2 separate regions of the Mus musculus genome follow, and region 2 is linked to region 1. Evidence: chromatin contacts called from public Hi-C data. All regions are on one chromosome and are shown on one strand. The core of a region is the stretch at or near the end of the contact, and the rest is flanking DNA. Distances in the headings are between cores, read along the strand shown.

Region 1 (4,787 bases), core at 394-2,893:
CAACACTCAGGCCTCCCCTGCCTTCTATCTGGGACTTTGGCCAACATATCTTAGCACCATCTTCCCTTCATCCAGGCCTTACTCTGTGGCCAAATCTGTCTCTTCGCAGCATCCTTCTGTGTCTGTGAGTTTGCATTTGGACCTGGTGTTTTGCTATGTCACCCACAACTCCCTGTCTTCCTTCCAAATCCATCACGCAAGACTCTAATTTGACATCTAAATCACACCTTTTTATTTTATTTTTTAAGATTTATTTATTATATGTAGTTACTCTATAGCTGTTTTTTTAGACACACCAGTGGAAGGCGTCAGATCTCATTACGGATGGTTGTGAGCCACCATGTGGTTGCTGGGATTTGAACTCAGGACCTTTGAAAGAGCAGTCAGTGCTCTTAACCACTGAGCCATCTCTCCAACCCTAAATCGCACCTCTTACCTGAGTCTGCGCTCCCTTAGCTAGATTTTAATGGCAGAAGGAGCAGTTGTGGGTTCTCTGGAAAGCTCACACATACAGCGGGCACCAGCCCACAAGCTCCCCTGGGGCCCTGACAGCTTTCTTCTGCTTCTCTGAGGCTATAAGAAACCTCGCAGGCAGGCAGACAGCGCTCCACCGCGTGCTAATGAGGATGGATCCAATGTGAAATCTCAGAACGAATTGGGCAAGACAAGGCCTCTGGCCATATTGATTGCTGGTCGCCTCTCCGTGCTCACTCGCTTTTAGCGGGGCTGTAATGGCTCCACTTAGATTGCTGCCGCTATTTTCTCCCCACACACCGATGTTTACTTAAGCCTAACCTTTCTAATAGATGCGCACCTCCCAAGCTCCTTCTACCTTTGTTCTGTCCACCATCTCTTCCCACGGCCGTGGCAGTGCGTTCCCTGCCAGCAGCCTTAATGTTACATAATTCTTTCATTGACTTCAATTTTCCCCAACCCCAGCTTATTAGCTATGACATGTGCCGTACAGGCTGAAGACCTGTATTATCTTTAAAAATGCATATTATGCGGTCTCATAATAAAAATCTATCTGCCATCCATTCTAAAGACCTTCCTTCTACACAAATAGCTTGAATATAAGATGAATAAATCAAACAAATTCCAGTTCAATAGCTGTGTTTTAACTAATTACCATTCTAGTGAAGGTGCTGATCTCCCATCTAGCATTCACTTTATTAATATGAACAGATGAGCACAGATGTTTGTATACACCTTTTTATTTCTATGAGCAAACCCTTGTGCCATGAAAACAGAACAAATGAGGCCCTTGGCTTCATCCCACCTGATACCTGAATTAGCAAGCCTGGGCGTTCCTGAGTTTTGTAGCCACAACAGAGTGCGCCCATCTGCCATGGGATGAGATGAGAACGAGAGCGAGAGCGAGAGAGCGAGAGAGCGAGAGAGCGAGAGAGCGAGAGAGCGAGAGAGCGAGAGAGCGAGAGAACGAGAGAGCGAGAGAGAGAGAGAGAGACAGAGACAGAGCAAGAGAGAGAAAGCAAGAGAGAGCGAGAGAGCGAGAGCGAGAGCGAGAGAGAGAGAGAGAGAGAGAGAGAGAGAGAGAGAGAGAGGTGATTCGTGTGAACTTTCCCTCCAGGTCATCTGAATTAATCCACCTTTGACCGGCAGTGGAGTTCAGAGCGTGCCTTACTAAGGTAAATTTACCAGCCAGTACCCAGTTTCATACACCTCAATTTCAGGCGATTTGGAACCAGGAAGGCATTGGGGCTTCTCTTGCAGAGGGAGAGGGACCACGTCTGTGCACATGTCATGCTGGGCTTGCTCAGCGTTCTGGCTTCAGCCCCCTCGAGCTGGGAGCACATGGCACAGTGTCTGGATATAAGCAGCAAACTCATCTTAATCCTCCTGGCCCAGCACAACGATCAGCTCCCTTCAGCAGTCGTCTCTCTGCCCTCCGCACCAAATTTGTTGGTTATTTGTTGGAAAGCGCTTCTGTTGTTCCTCCTTTCGCTGCGGTGTGCCCATGGCTGTTTGGCATCCACCCAGCTCTGCTGTGTTCTATCAGCAATGCTCTTTTCTGGGTCCCTTCGTGTTCATTTATTAACTTCTATCTCTCCTGCCCAAGTACGTGGACAGTGAGTTGTCACTCGCAAAAGGCGACGGCTCCTAAATGCATAACCGCGGCTCACTGGTCCGTGAACTTGTATTCTTTAAAAGTATTTCCAACCTCGTCTTTTACCTGTGAACTCTCTGACCTCCTCTTCAGAGGTGCATCAGGGTTCCCAGATGCCACCTTTGGACTTTGTGATGAGTTGTCTCTGTATCTTGCTTGCATTGGGGAGTAGTTATTGTGTTATAAAAAGATAAAGAGAGAAGGCTATGTTCTATGGGGTTTGGTGAGGTGTGGGGGAAGGGGATGCCTCAGTGGGCCCATGCCAAGACATCCCTTCCCTGTGAGGGACCAACGACACCACTGAATAGAGTATATTCAGGGCATGGAGAGGGGAGTTAAGAGGGTAGTAGAGGCAGAAAAAGAGAGAGAGAGAGAGAGAAGTGGAGGCCAGCCATGAGCATGAGTGGAGAGAGATGGAGAAGGGAATGGGAAGAGAGGGGGAAAGGGGCAAGGAGACAAAGCAGGAGCAAGAAAGGAAGAGCAAGAGAGTGAGGAGGGGGCAAGCAGCCCCTTTTATAGTGGGTCAGGCCTACCTGGCTGTTGCCAGGTAACTGTGGGGCAGAACTTAGACAGAATGCTAACAGTAGTGAGGGAAAAAGAGGCTGAGTGACCGGACCAGCCATTTGTTTAAGCTCACTGATCGATTGCTGGTCTGATTCTCTCTGTGCCCTGTTTGACTATGAGGGCTTCAAAGATGCCACCTTGTACCAATCTTTTGCCTCTTTAATCCCTGCTCTGTTCATTGGGTCTCTGAGCAGCTTTTAGTTGCACTGGGTGGCAGTAAACTGTGGGAGACACTCAGGTTTCGTTTTGTAGCCTGCTTGGTTGAGGGCAATGTCTGCATCCTCCTTTTGGAGGACAGTAGTTCCCAGGATTCTCCTGGAGCATCCCTCACCCTACATTTTGAAGACTCCAAGGTGATTTTGATTAGGTAAATTAGGCTTGTAGATATTTACTCTATTTGACATTTGAACCCAAGATCTTTTCAAGTAGTTATTTGTTGGGCTGACTCTGTGATCATGTAAAGGGGTAGCCATAAGAGCAGAGGTAGAAGCTACTCATGGACTCAACAATGCAGCCTTCCTCTCCTCTCACTTAGACACTGCCAGGCTAGATGAAACCATGTCAGCAACACACATCAACGCTGCACCCCAGGAAGGACACATCCCTGAGGAAGCCTAGCATCATGGTACACTCCCACGTTAGGAGCGCCAGTAGTTGGTTTGACATGATTGACTCTATTCTGATGTAGGCTGCCCCTTTATGTGGCCTTACTTGCTTGGGGGTGGGGTTGCTCAGGCATCAGTCCTATTGAACACCCCCCCCAGGGGTTTATTTCATATCTGACACAACCCATCAGCCTGTGTAACATTTAAGAGCCCTGTTGACAGCAAAGGAGATATGACACATGACTCTCCGGCATCTCACATGGCTCTGTCCATCATTAGAAGAATACGTGACTGAGCAGCTAGTTTGGATAGCATCCCTGACATAGATTGGTACACTCTGTGAGACACAGTTTCCATGCTAAATCAGCAGTCTGTAATGCTGTCCTCCCCAGGATAGGTGCATGTTCCAGGAGCAGGCAGAGGAGTAGGGATATCCTCACTCACCTCGGGTGCCTGCACCTGTAGCTCTCTGAGTGAGCCATGTCTGGCACTTAAAGGAGCCACAGCTACTGGTAGACATGAGAAGAAACACAGTAAACTTTCAACACTCTGCCACCAGGACTTTGTCTATGCCAAGACACCAGACATGAAAACAGGATCACTGTTTTGACAGAGGCAACAGACCCTAGTCAGCAGAAGGGGATCAAGTTGCTGTTATAAATAGAGGCAAGAAGCAATATCTCTGGCATCTAAGTGAGCCACTTGGGCATCTCCAATTACCTGCCTTTACCAACTGGTCAGTAAATGGGCAAGTCCATGTCCTGGTTAGGATTTTGGCAACTTGATATAAGCCAAGAGTTATCTGAAAAGGGGAACCTCACTTGAGAAAATGCCTTCCTCAGATTGGCCATAGGCAGGTCCATAGGGCATTTTTCTTGGTTAACTATTAATGGGGGAAGGCCCAGCATTCTGTAAGTGGTGCATCCTGGGCAGGTGGGTGATATAAGAAAGCAAACTGAACAAGCCATGGGGAGCAAGCCAGCAAACAGCACCCTCTACGGCATCTGCTTCAGTTCCTGCCTCCAGGTTTCTCCAGGTGCCTTGAGTTCCTTTGCTGATTGATTTTGATGCAGAAGCCAGATAAAACCTTTGCTTCCCATGATGCTTCTGGTGAGGGTCCTTACCACAGAAATAGACACTCTATTAGGATAGTGCAACATCCATGGCCCAAGAAGCAAATGCAAGTGAGGACTTGTTATCCCTTGGGTGAAGGTCTGGGTTGTCCCTGCATACGCCTGTTGGCACAGCTGAAGTGCCAGGTGAGGCTCAGGGTAGGTAGAAAAGGAACAGAGGAAAGAGGGAATGAGAAAATTGTAGCAGCAGGAACCATGAGCCCCCATGATATTCAGACTCACCAGAGTCCTAAGGGACAGAATCCCAAGACCTGTGAAGACAAAGGCTCCAAGAAAGTCAAGCTGTCGACAGCTGTAGAGTGCTAGCCATTAAAATCCCCTAGCCAGGGATGGAAGGACATTCACTCAACTTGCTAG
Region 2 (4,552 bases), core at 1,889-4,388, 140 kb before region 1:
GGGCCCTGGCATGAGGGAACCCAGACTCATGTCTTCCTGCCACAGGGCCAGCCGTGTCAGTATCTATGACAATGTCCCCAGCTCGCACCTGTATGCCAGCACAGGAGATCTGTTGGACCTGGAGAAAGACGGCCTCCTTCCACAGCTGGATGACATCCTACAGCATGTCAATGGCATACAAGAGGTAGTGGATGACTGGTCAAAAAACATCTTACCCGAACTGCAAAGTCACAGCACATTGGCAGGGGATCCTGGTCTGTCCCCATTCCCATCTCCCAATCAGGTCACTTTAGATTTTGAAGGCAACTCTGTCTCAGAAGGTCGGACAACACCTAGTGATGTGGAAAGGGACAGGACTTCTCTGAATGAATCGGAGGCCACTGGGGTCAGAGAAAGAAGGGATTCTGGTGTGGGGGCCTCTCTGACCAGACCAAACAGGTGGGTCATGTGCTGTTATAAAGTTATGCTGCTTCTGTTTTATAGGCTGTAAGCTGGATTCTATTTACTTTGTTATTACTTTGTATGTGTATGAATGTGTACCTGCATGTATGTATGTACACCATGTGTCTGCAGTACCCTCACAGGTCAGAAGAGGGCATCAGATCCCCTAGACCTGGAATCACAGATGTTTGTGAGCTGCTGTTGTGGATGCTGAGAACCAAACCCAGATCCTATGCAAGAGCACCCAGTGCTTTGAGCCGCTGAACTGCCTCTCCAGCGTCTTTGCTTATTCCCTTAGCAAAGACAGACTGTTTCTATGATCACCTGTGGCTATGCTAAGTAACACATATGGTTAGGAATTATTTCAGCAGAGTTGTTTTTATAGACATGGCCAGAAAGACTGAATCCATGTCAGTACACATTCATCTCTGTGTTTATCCTTTATTTCAAACTTAGTTTTGTTGAAGACAAATCCAAGCAATCAGGCAGGGGCATCACAGACAGCCGTAGTCCAGGCTCTGTGCACACATTTTATTTTTTATTCTGTGCAATAGATCTAAGGTATGTTTATGCTTTGTGTCTGCTCTTTGCTTTTAAGTTACTGCCCCCTAGAAAACGAGCCAAGGAGATCTAACTCACGGAGCCAATAGCACTGTGTGTGTCACTGGGGTACTTGCTGAGGCATTGATGTACTGTAGGATGCATTGGTGTGTCGTCTGTGCCTGTCACCTTCAGATGCCATCTCAGCACAAAGGACAGGGAGGAGGCAGGCACAAAAAGTGGGAAATACTGTAGCACCTCAATGTTTCAAAATATCTCTCACGCTCTCTCTCTCTCTGTCTCCCCCTCTCCCCTTTCCCTTCCTCCCTCTCGCTTTCCCTCCCCTCTCTCCCTCCCTTTCTCCCTTTCTCCCCTCCCTTCCTCCCCCTCCCTCTCCTCCCTCTCTCCTCCCTCTCCTCTCTCTCTTTCTCTCTCCTCTCCCTTCCTCCCTCTCCCTCTGCTCTCTCTCTCTTTTTCTATGCCCCCTCTGCTTTATGTCTCTGTCTCTTTGTCTCACTATCTAGTCCATCTCTCTGTCTCTCCATCTCTCTCACATGTCTCATTCGTGTGTGTGTGTGTGTGTGTGTGTGTGTGTGTGTGTGAATGACTGACTGATATCCCTTATTTAAATCCCAAGTTGAAACAGTCGATGTGCCCCATTCTGGGTCTATACAGCTTGCTAAGTCCACAGCTCTGTCCTTTTTGTTCATTTAGTGCTGGGATTTTTCTTGGCTCAGAAACTCCTAAAGTAGCCATTCTTACCTAAAGGCTAGCTTGAGCTTCCCAGTTACCATCCGCCAGGTGACTGGTAGCCCTGATCATCTGTTTCAGACGACTAAGGTGGAGCAGCTTCCAGCTCTCACACCAGCCCCAGCCGTCTCCAGCCACCCCGCACATCAGCAGCCAGACGGCCGCCCAGCTGAACCTGCTCCAGCGCTTCTCCCTACTTCGTCTTACGGCCATCATGGAGAAGTACTCTATGTCCAACAAGCACGGCTGGACCTGGTACGTAACATGTCTGCAGGGGGTCATGTGTTCAGAGCTAAGTGTGCGCAGTTGCAAAAGACCGCCAGTGTTTATATTTTGGTGTCTGGAGAACGGAGCACTGTCTGAACTACCCTCTCCTGGAAACTATGGAGCCTTCTGCTTGTCATCTGCCCTCTGGGCAGCAGGGGAGGGGAGTGGGGGAGCTGATGAAGCACACAGGAAACATGGCTTTATTTGTAGCTCTCAGCTGGTTTCCAGGGAAGGGAGTCAGGTTCTGAGAAAGAAACGAGGCCAGTAATGAGTGATAAATTGTGTGAACAGGGGAATCAGAAATAAACCTGCCATAAAATATTGCTGGCAGTTTGTAAAGAAACATCTGTCACTTGTACCTTGTGGCCTGGCACAGAATGCACCCTGACAGCATCGACTCACTGATTCTTCAAGTACATTTGTGCTTTCATTGGCGAGTAAAGATGAGATTACGCAGTACAATCTTTGGAATTAAGGGCCCGATAGAGTCAACATTGTATGCCGACCTATTTTGGATAAATGATTGTGTGGTTTGAAAAACGTAAAGTGTTGTGTCATATGATATGTGTAGAAGAATTAATGTTGTGTTTATAAAAATGTTTTCAAAGGTTATAAATTGTACGGTCAAATCAATATATGTAAGTGTGTTAAAACTCCCTTTAAAATGTAGATCTGGCTCTAGAAAACTAAAGACACAGCCAAGAAAATCTGGCTCAACACCCCCACACGCCAACCTCAACCAAATTTGTTCTTCCTCTGGTAAATCTTGCATAGATTTTGTTATTCCCTCCCCCAACTGGGGTGTTTTAAGTGTTCGCTACACAAGAGCTGTTTCAATCATAATTAAATTGAAAACTTGCCCACCACCCCCAACTTGAAAACAGAGAGCCACAAAGACAGTTTTCCAACGTGAATCATGGTGTTTAACAGAAATGACACGTAGGCAAGGGCCACATCTAGAGTGCCACAGACTATGAATGATGTAGGAAAGGTTGAATTCTGCCTTTGCCTCTGAAGTGTTCCAACAGGAGCTTGGCCTCCCTCTCGCTTGCTTCCACAGCCTGTCTGCACAGAGCGCCCCAGGGGCCTTGCATGACCTGGTTTCTGTGAATTCCAGGTCCGTTCCAAAGTTCATGAAGAGGATCAAAGCTCCTGACTACCGAGACAAGGCTGTCTTCGGTGTTCCGCTCATAGTCCACGTTCAGAGAACAGGACAGCCCCTGCCTCAGAGCATCCAACAAGCACTGAGGTATCTACGTAGCAACTGTCTGGATCAGGTAGAGTGGTAAATCCCAAACACGGGCTTGGGGTGAGGGGATGGCAGACTGAGTCGGGCCTGTCTGGTACAAGGCCTAGCCAACCAAGCATAAACAAGCACAGCACAGAGATCTTTAAGGACACAATTTAATGTGGCCCAGATACGTCCCTGTCTAGCTTTTGATGATGTTCCTCCTTAGCTAGTTGAGTGACACCCTGGTTGGTCAAAGGAAATTGCTGTTGATACTTTGTATCTGTAATGTCTAACTTACACTTCCTTGAAATCTGGAAGTAAGCAATTGGTGGCTCTGTATTTTAAATTATTATTCCAGTGCTACTATTCACTCCACAGCGTTATTTTATCAGTTACATTGTTTTGGGGGGAAAATGAATTTAGTTCTATTTCTCCCCTTATTAATTTCTCAAAGCAGCACAACATGCCAAACAGACTTGTTCACATTTTTTTTAATTCACATGTAAAATGTAAAAGGTCCGTCAGCTAACCCACAGAGCCCCTGGCCTCAGAGCTGACAGGGAAGCTCGAGGGAAGGAAACACTCAGATCACTGTGTACCTCCAGGATGGTTTGAGAACCATCATGATGGTAGGCTCTGTGCGAATGAGATCCATCCCATAATATACACAGCTCCTCCCTATTACCAACCATTCCTTTCTTCTGTGCTCTGTCCCAAAATAAGGACCACACTCTCACTCCACAGACTGCCCCCTGGCACAGCCGCGTTTCCAGCTTTTGTTCAGCACACTAGTTGGGGGGGGGGGGGCAACACATCGGTCTTCTCAGTTGTGTTTGTTGATTTGCCCTTGTCTGTGGGCTCAATGGGCCAGAAGGGGCTAAGCTCCATGAACTCAGAGATCTCGGCTCCTGACACTTGCAGAGATATCAAAACACAGCAGGTACTTAAATCACGATGACCCCTCCATGAACTGAGCGCCATTCCCAGGTGTCTTTGGTTAAACCTGGCTAGTGACCTCCTTTGACCTTTATTATCTAGAGAATATACAGATACACATTTTCTTCATATTTTCATGGCTACAGGGCTACTATTTTGGATATTTGGGTAGATGGCTGATTTTGTTTTCTACATAAAACATCTGGCATTTATTGTAGCATTTTGGTAGGGTAAGTCAATGAATCTGGTTGCTGACATGTAATTACTTTCAGTTGCAATTGTACCATGAATACACATACGTATATAAGAATTAGCCTTTTATAGGTGTTTTACTGAGAGACCAGGTCACCAGCAGTAACGGAGAAGACTCGTTTCAGACAGCTATGC

What was found. Hi-C and Micro-C count contacts between places; a contact is called where the count stands out from the background.
Region 2: a contact with region 1 is called in a Hi-C map of liver, with 2.3 times the contacts expected there. The contact joins two enhancer-like sites. A contact is called at or near these places in 2 of 39 promoter capture datasets (embryonic stem cells and stem cell-derived epiblast-like cells) and 4 of 484 Hi-C or Micro-C datasets (embryonic fibroblasts, embryonic stem cells and liver).

The regions. Positions count from the first base shown.
Region 1 is chr5:150,914,672-150,919,458 of GRCm38.p6, reverse strand. No RefSeq gene overlaps it. Among named protein-coding and RNA genes, the nearest start is that of Kl, 36 kb to the left of the region's middle. Within about 2 kb of position 1,643, at least 13 of the 459 cell types and tissues checked have an H3K27ac peak or open chromatin away from gene starts, as enhancers often do. A contact at or near this core is called in liver, where this site is marked.
Region 2 is chr5:151,058,182-151,062,733 of GRCm38.p6, reverse strand. It overlaps Stard13 (StAR-related lipid transfer (START) domain containing 13), which reads left to right. Exons shown (of 14, transcript NM_146258.2): 5 at 1-438; 6 at 1,813-1,986; 7 at 3,116-3,275. Among named protein-coding and RNA genes, the nearest start is that of Kl, 110 kb to the right of the region's middle. Within about 2 kb of position 3,138, at least 28 of the 459 cell types and tissues checked have an H3K27ac peak or open chromatin away from gene starts, as enhancers often do. A contact at or near this core is called in liver, where this site is marked.